Regions from separate parts of the Ovis aries genome. Here region 2 is linked to region 1. A link is a contact called in public Hi-C data. All regions are on one chromosome and are shown on one strand. Each heading gives the region's core, a stretch centred on a gene start, on an enhancer-like site or on the middle of the called end of the contact. The rest is flanking DNA. Distances are from core to core; before and after follow the strand shown. Region 1 overlaps LOC101114275 (ribonuclease 4). Region 2 holds the start of LOC101116235 (olfactory receptor 6S1).

What was found. Hi-C and Micro-C count contacts between places; a contact is called where the count stands out from the background.
Region 2: a Hi-C map of liver shows a contact between it and region 1, with 1.9 times the contacts expected there. The contact joins the promoter of LOC101116235 here to the enhancer-like site in region 1. A contact is called at or near these places in 3 of 16 Hi-C or Micro-C datasets (blood, liver and muscle).

The regions. Positions count from the first base shown.
Region 1 is chr7:24,695,225-24,698,385 of ARS-UI_Ramb_v3.0, reverse strand. All of the region lies in intron 1 of LOC101114275 (ribonuclease 4), which reads left to right. The region is part of intron 1 of LOC101114959 (angiogenin-2-like); the gene reads left to right. The region is part of intron 1 of LOC105615654 (angiogenin-1-like); the gene reads left to right. Among named protein-coding and RNA genes, the nearest start is that of TRNAP-UGG, 8.4 kb to the left of the region's middle. Within about 2 kb of position 1,850, at least 6 of the 54 cell types and tissues checked have an H3K27ac peak or open chromatin away from gene starts, as enhancers often do. A contact at or near this core is called in liver, where this site is marked.
Region 2 is chr7:24,747,538-24,750,463 of ARS-UI_Ramb_v3.0, reverse strand. It overlaps LOC101116235 (olfactory receptor 6S1), which reads right to left and starts at 1,319. Exons shown (of 1, transcript XM_012181063.4): 1 at 1-1,319. The coding sequence starts at 1,319. The coding sequence ends at 324.

The DNA of each region.
Region 1 (3,161 bases), core at 601-3,100:
AATCCTTGTTGCAGCATACAGGATCTTTAGCTGTGGCACTGGCAGTCTTAGCTGTGGCATGAGGGATCTAGTTCCCTGACCTGGGATCAAGCCCCGGCCCCATGCATGGGAGTGTAGAGCTTTGGCTACTGCATCACCAGGGAAGTCCAATCTCTGTTTACTTGTAAACTTCCCTGCTACCTTCTTTAAGAAAATTTTGGAGGCTTTCCCTAGCAATCCAAGCAGGACTATGCTGTGTTTTCACTGCCAAAGGCATGGGTTCAATTCCTTGTCAGGGAACTAGGATCCCACAAGCTGTGTGGTACAGCAAAAAAGGAAGAAAGAAAGTTTTGGGTGCTCTTTGAAAGTGAAGTGGAACACATCCCAAGATCAAAAGAAGGTGCACTGACCGTAATTACTCATCATCATCAAAGGTTGGGGGTAATTCTCTGGTACATGAAGTTTGATGGCTCCCTTGAATACAAAATATTGCCTGTTGGAGAGGACGAGAATGTTAATTTTTATAAAGACCAAGGGATTGGTTTGAGACACAGGATAAAAATCTAAAGAACATTTGAAATAAATTCCACTGCTAATTACGTGCTTGGGTCTAGAAGGATCTATGTAAATGAGTCTGACTATCCTTGACCAAACGTGAGGCTCTGTACCATTTGCCTAGGCAGATTCACTTCTGTGCCACAAACATTCTGTCTCTTATTTGTTTTTTTCCCAATTCCATTTTACATCTCGTTTCCAGAAGTTTCGAATTGCAAACATGTGAGAATTGAAAACAATGTGTGAAGTGGGGGAGCAGATGTTAGACAGAGGTGGCCATAGTGTGTTTGTTGGGGTTTCGTTTCTGGATGTCTCAGGGAGTCAAAATTACAATAAGTCTAAGCAAACTTCAGCTGAATTGTTACAGGATTAATTTTGCAAATTTTGTAAATCAGAAATAAAGATATTCCTTTACCTCCCCAGACTGGAACATGAAGGCCTTCAACCTCCCAACAAACAAGTACCTTTTTAGGGTGCCAAGCCCTGAGGTAGGGTCAGCACCTTAACTAGAGGTGAAGAGGGCTGGGCTTATACCCTGAGCCTTAAGGGAAGATACATACCAGTGAGACTGGGCTCACATCTTCCTATCATCTTTCTTTCAGCTGATGGCTGTGCCACCAACTAAATCCATACAAACTTATCTTTATAATTCCATGGTCACTGGACATTTGCTATGAAACTAGAAACATTCCCTGATGCCTTAATGAGAACCACGGAATTTCAGACTTTTACAGTGAGCAACTCTCATTTTATAGATAAGCAAATTTAGGTTTGAAGAGGAAAATGAAATCAGTCATTAAAAATATATATATATTGCGGGTGTGCTCTGAGGCATGTAGTATGATTCAAAGTGGGTAATATGCTCTCTGCCCTGTTGTAGATTATGCGCCAGTAGGAAACACTTATTCTGGAGGAGGGCATGGCAACCTACTCCAGTATTCTTGCCGAAATGATGCTGTGGACAGATGATCCTGGTGGGCTGCTGTCCATGAGGTCACAGAGAGTCGGTAACGACTGAGTGGTGATGCAAGAAACATTTATAAGTGAATAGGTAACTGTTTGCTTAAGATCCCATGAATAATGGTTTGGGAATGGCAGGCATGAAACCTGATGACAGCTGAATCTTTATTTGTGATATCCTGAGCTTTGTGACTTTTGCTTTGACACTCGTATCTAGTGAGGTGTCCTTGGTCTTAATATCTAAGGCATAGACTGTTTGGACAGAGACTGTGGCCAGGCCTGCCAGCTCACACCCTCTGCTGTGATCAGCAATATTCTCTGTACAATACTGATTCTGCCTACAGGGACCCACTGTTACCGCCAAGCAAGGGAGAAGACATTCCTATCCATCACTGCCACCTAATGACTCTTTCAGGTACTACCAGCTCAGGTTCTACTAAATTTTTGGACTCTGGGATTCTGATCTCTGTTCACAGTGAAGGATACTTCCAACCTTGACAGCCTGCCATTCTACAACTCCTTTTGACATTAAAAGGTAATATTTGTCCATTGCAGAGCAGGAGACTTAACTGATTACAATTCAAGAAAAGTGTCTTCCAAAACAGTAGAAAAAGAAAACACACCCAGGAGACTGAAACACCATGAAAAGGTAAAGAGCTTAGTGCAAGGGGGGCAGGCAGCCCAGCGGCTGTGGCGGAGGTGTGACTCTCCCAGCCGTCTACCACTTTCTTGTTAACCTCCTCAAAATACTTTTGCTGATTCTATTATAAATGATACTCTTATGTGCCTAATGGAAACCACTTCAGAGGCTATTTCTATCTTTCAGTATTGAGGAATGACCAAAGAATCTTAGGGTATAATTTGGTAATTCTTTGGTAGTATACCAAATTTGTCTATAGAAAAGATAAAACAGACAAAGGTAGATCAATGCCAGATGCTGATTAGAAAGAGAGATCATTTCGCTCAACCTTCTTATGTAGGCTCACGTGCCTTCGTATGTAACCAGCGGAACCCTGAATCCTTTTGTCTTTCTAGAGTCACAGTTGTGCTCCCAGGACTGTTTGGCATCACTACAGGTTTGGTGTTATAATTGGTGGTCTCTTTAAGGGCTATAAAAATATTTAACATGAAAATGTTTATTGATTTACACGTAAGAAAAGCACAATATAAAAATAATTCAATGTCCATGACTATACTGTTTATTTTTAAATTTAGAATTCATAAAGATTATAGTACAGTTAAAAATAAATTGAAGGTCAAATCTTTGTCCCATTTAAGAATTTCTCAGCATGTGTGATAATTGCCAAGAAATCATAGCCAATTATAAAATGAATGCGTTACTCATGGGAAAACAATTTGAAAAACAAAACTTATAAAAATCAATTTACAGTAAAAATTCCAATTTACAGCGGAAAGTTATTTTTGTTGTTGGATGTGAGGGCATTCGCATATATTTGGCGAGATGTGGAGCAGAACGATGGTGGTTTATAAAAAGGCCCTGTTTGTCACATTTTTTTTCCAAAGAACTGAAGGTAGAGCAGAAACTACCTGCTATAAACAACAAATATCTTTCAGTTCTCATGTTTCAGAAGACATAAAGTCTTGTAAGCAATTTGCGACTTCTTTTATTATATTCTATCCAGTGTTCTTGCCTGCAGAATCCCAGG
Region 2 (2,926 bases), core at 70-2,569, 53 kb before region 1:
TTACATAATAATAGTGCTTATACACTTTCTGAAGCTCATTCTTAGATTCTCTGGTGACTATGGACCCATAGGTTAAGATTGCACAGGTTGGAGGTTCTTATAATGGTATTGAGTACGATAAATCAATAATAATGTGAATTTATATGAGATAGAATCAAGGAATTTTGCCTGAAAGAGAAGAAGGATGGATTTGATGCCTTTGTAGTTCTTTAGTGGTTCCAAAATTTGGTCGTGTGGTAATATCCATGATGAGGAGACAATGAGAAGATAACAAAGAAGGCTTGGACATAGGACATCCCTTAAGTGATGACGTCCCCTCACTTTCACCTCACTGTTTTCTTGTTGAAACTCTTAGCAAGTGAAAGATGCCACCAAAATCCTGCTATTACCTTCTTAAACACGTCCTTCAAAGCTTGTCTTACTCGCTCGTTCCGTAAGGCATAGATGAATGGGTTCAGCAGCAGTGTCACAAAGGTTGTTACCACTGTCACTGCCCAGTTGGTATCCACAGAACCACTCTGTGATGGCCGCACGTATAGGAAAATGGCACTTCCATAGAAGAGGGTCACCACCATCAAGTGGGAGGTACAGGTAGAGAAAGCCTTCTGCCGGCCTGAAACTGAGGGGATGCGCAGGACAGCCAGGACTATGTGACCATAGGGCACGGCAGTAATCATCAGTGAGGCTATGATGACAAGAGACGCTAAGACAAAGTCCGTTTCCTCCAGCTCCTTGGTGTTGGTGCATGCCAGGCGGAGCAGAGGGCCACTGTCACAGAAGAAGTGCTGCGCCACAGCATCCTGTTCACAGAAAGGAAGCAAGGCCACAGCCACTGTGGGGCCAAGCACTGCAAGGAGCCCCCCGACCCAGCAGGCCAAGGCCACTCGGAAGCACACAGCCCCGTTCACGAGCAAGGGGTATCGCAGAGGATGACAGATGGCCAGGTAGCGATCCCCTGACATGACAGCCAACAGTAGGAACTCAGAGGCCCCAAGAAAGAAGTAGAGATAGAACTGGGTAATACATGCAGCAAAGGAAATAGTGTTTTACCCTGAGAGGAAATTGCTCAGCATCTTGGGAATAATGACAGAAGTGAGCAGAATCTCTAGGCAGGACAAGTTACCTAGAAAGAAGTACATGGGAGTCTGCAGGCGAGTATCAGCTCCTATCACCCCGACGATCAACACATTACCTGTTAGAGTCAGCAGATAAACAAGAAGGAAGACGGAAAACAGTTCTGCTTTCGTGCTATTGAGATTTGGGAAACCCGCCAGGATGAACTCGGTTATACCACTGCTCTGGTTTCCACCAGGAGCCATTATCTTTCCCATCTGTGCAATAGCATGAACACAGTCCTGGTGAGGATTCTCCAAACAATCCGAAAATTTATTTTATCATGATATGGCACACGAAGCTCCACTTTCTCTAGTCACAGATCCTGTTAATACTTGAAGAACCTAAATGTCCATCAGCAGACAAATGGATAAAGAAGATGTGACTCATATATGCAATGCAATATTACTCAGTCACAAAGAAGAATGAAATAATGCCATTTGCAGCGACGCGGGTGGACCTAGAGAGTGTCATACTGGTGACGCAAACCAGAGAAAGAGAAATGTTGTATGCTATGACTTAAATGTGCATTCTAAAAAAAAAAGGGTATGATGAATGAATTTATCTATAAAACAGAACTAGAGTTACAGATGTAAAACAATAAACCTTATGGTTATGAAGGAGTAGGGGGAGGGATAAATTGGGAGATTGGGATTGACATATACACACTACTATATATAAAATAGATAACTAGTAAGGGCCTACTACATAGCACAGGGAACTCTACTCAATACTCTGTAATGGCCTAAATGGGAAAAGAATCTAAAAGGAGTGGATATATGTACACGTATAACTGATTCAGTTTGCTGTACAGCTGAAACTAACACAGCATTGTAAGTCAACTATACTCCAATAAAAATTTTTTTAAATGATTTGAAGGACCTGAGGTCCTCATCTAATTGATTTTTAGAGCTGAAGAAGATTTCCTATAAAGGGTAGCTAAAACTAAGGTGTGAAGATGACAGGAGGTTCCATCTTCACATCTACTATTCTAAGATCCCAAATGGTGATATCTCATTATTATAATAACAATATCCATTGAGCTGGACAAAAATTAAGAAAAATGATTTTGTGAAGCATGTGATTCCCATTCAACCAGAACTTAAGCCAGACTGCCTGGCTTTGAATCCCAGCATCTACACTTACTAGCAGAGTAGCCTTGGAAAAGTTACTTAACATTTCTGTGCAACTCAATTGTAAAATGCTGTAAGGAGCAAATGAATTCATAATGCAAAGAGTTGCCAGCGTTTAGCTGACAAACGATGTGATAGAGAAAGCTCTGGGCTCTAAGTTAGGGCACCAGAGTCTACGTTTGTCTTGCCACTTCCCTTGGAAGACAGTCAATTAATCCAGCCTTGTTTGTCTTTATCTGCTCAGCTGTAGAATGAGTCATAGGAATCTAGGCCATTAGTACATTTATTACACAATATTGCCTTTTCATGGAGACTTTCTCCTGCAACCCAACGGTCTAACAGAACTCAGTTTGTCACGAAGTGCTTGCCTATTTAAAGCAAGTTATATTTAAAAGGGAGAATAGGGATAAACCACACTGATTCAATCAGTCAGTTATTCGCATATTTTAATTTAGTGCCAACTTCAAGCCAAATATTCTGGGGAATGTTAAGATGAGTTTCTCAAGCTTTTTCAGTCCATAATACCAAGCTAAGTCTCTTCAAACTTTGGCCCTATTAATTTTGCCAGAGACAAAATTAGGAATTCCTGAATTTCTAATAAATTCAGAAATTAAGTCCTTACCAACTGATTATCGTAATTCCAATTCTGAAAACTAACACCAATTATAAGAACAAATCAA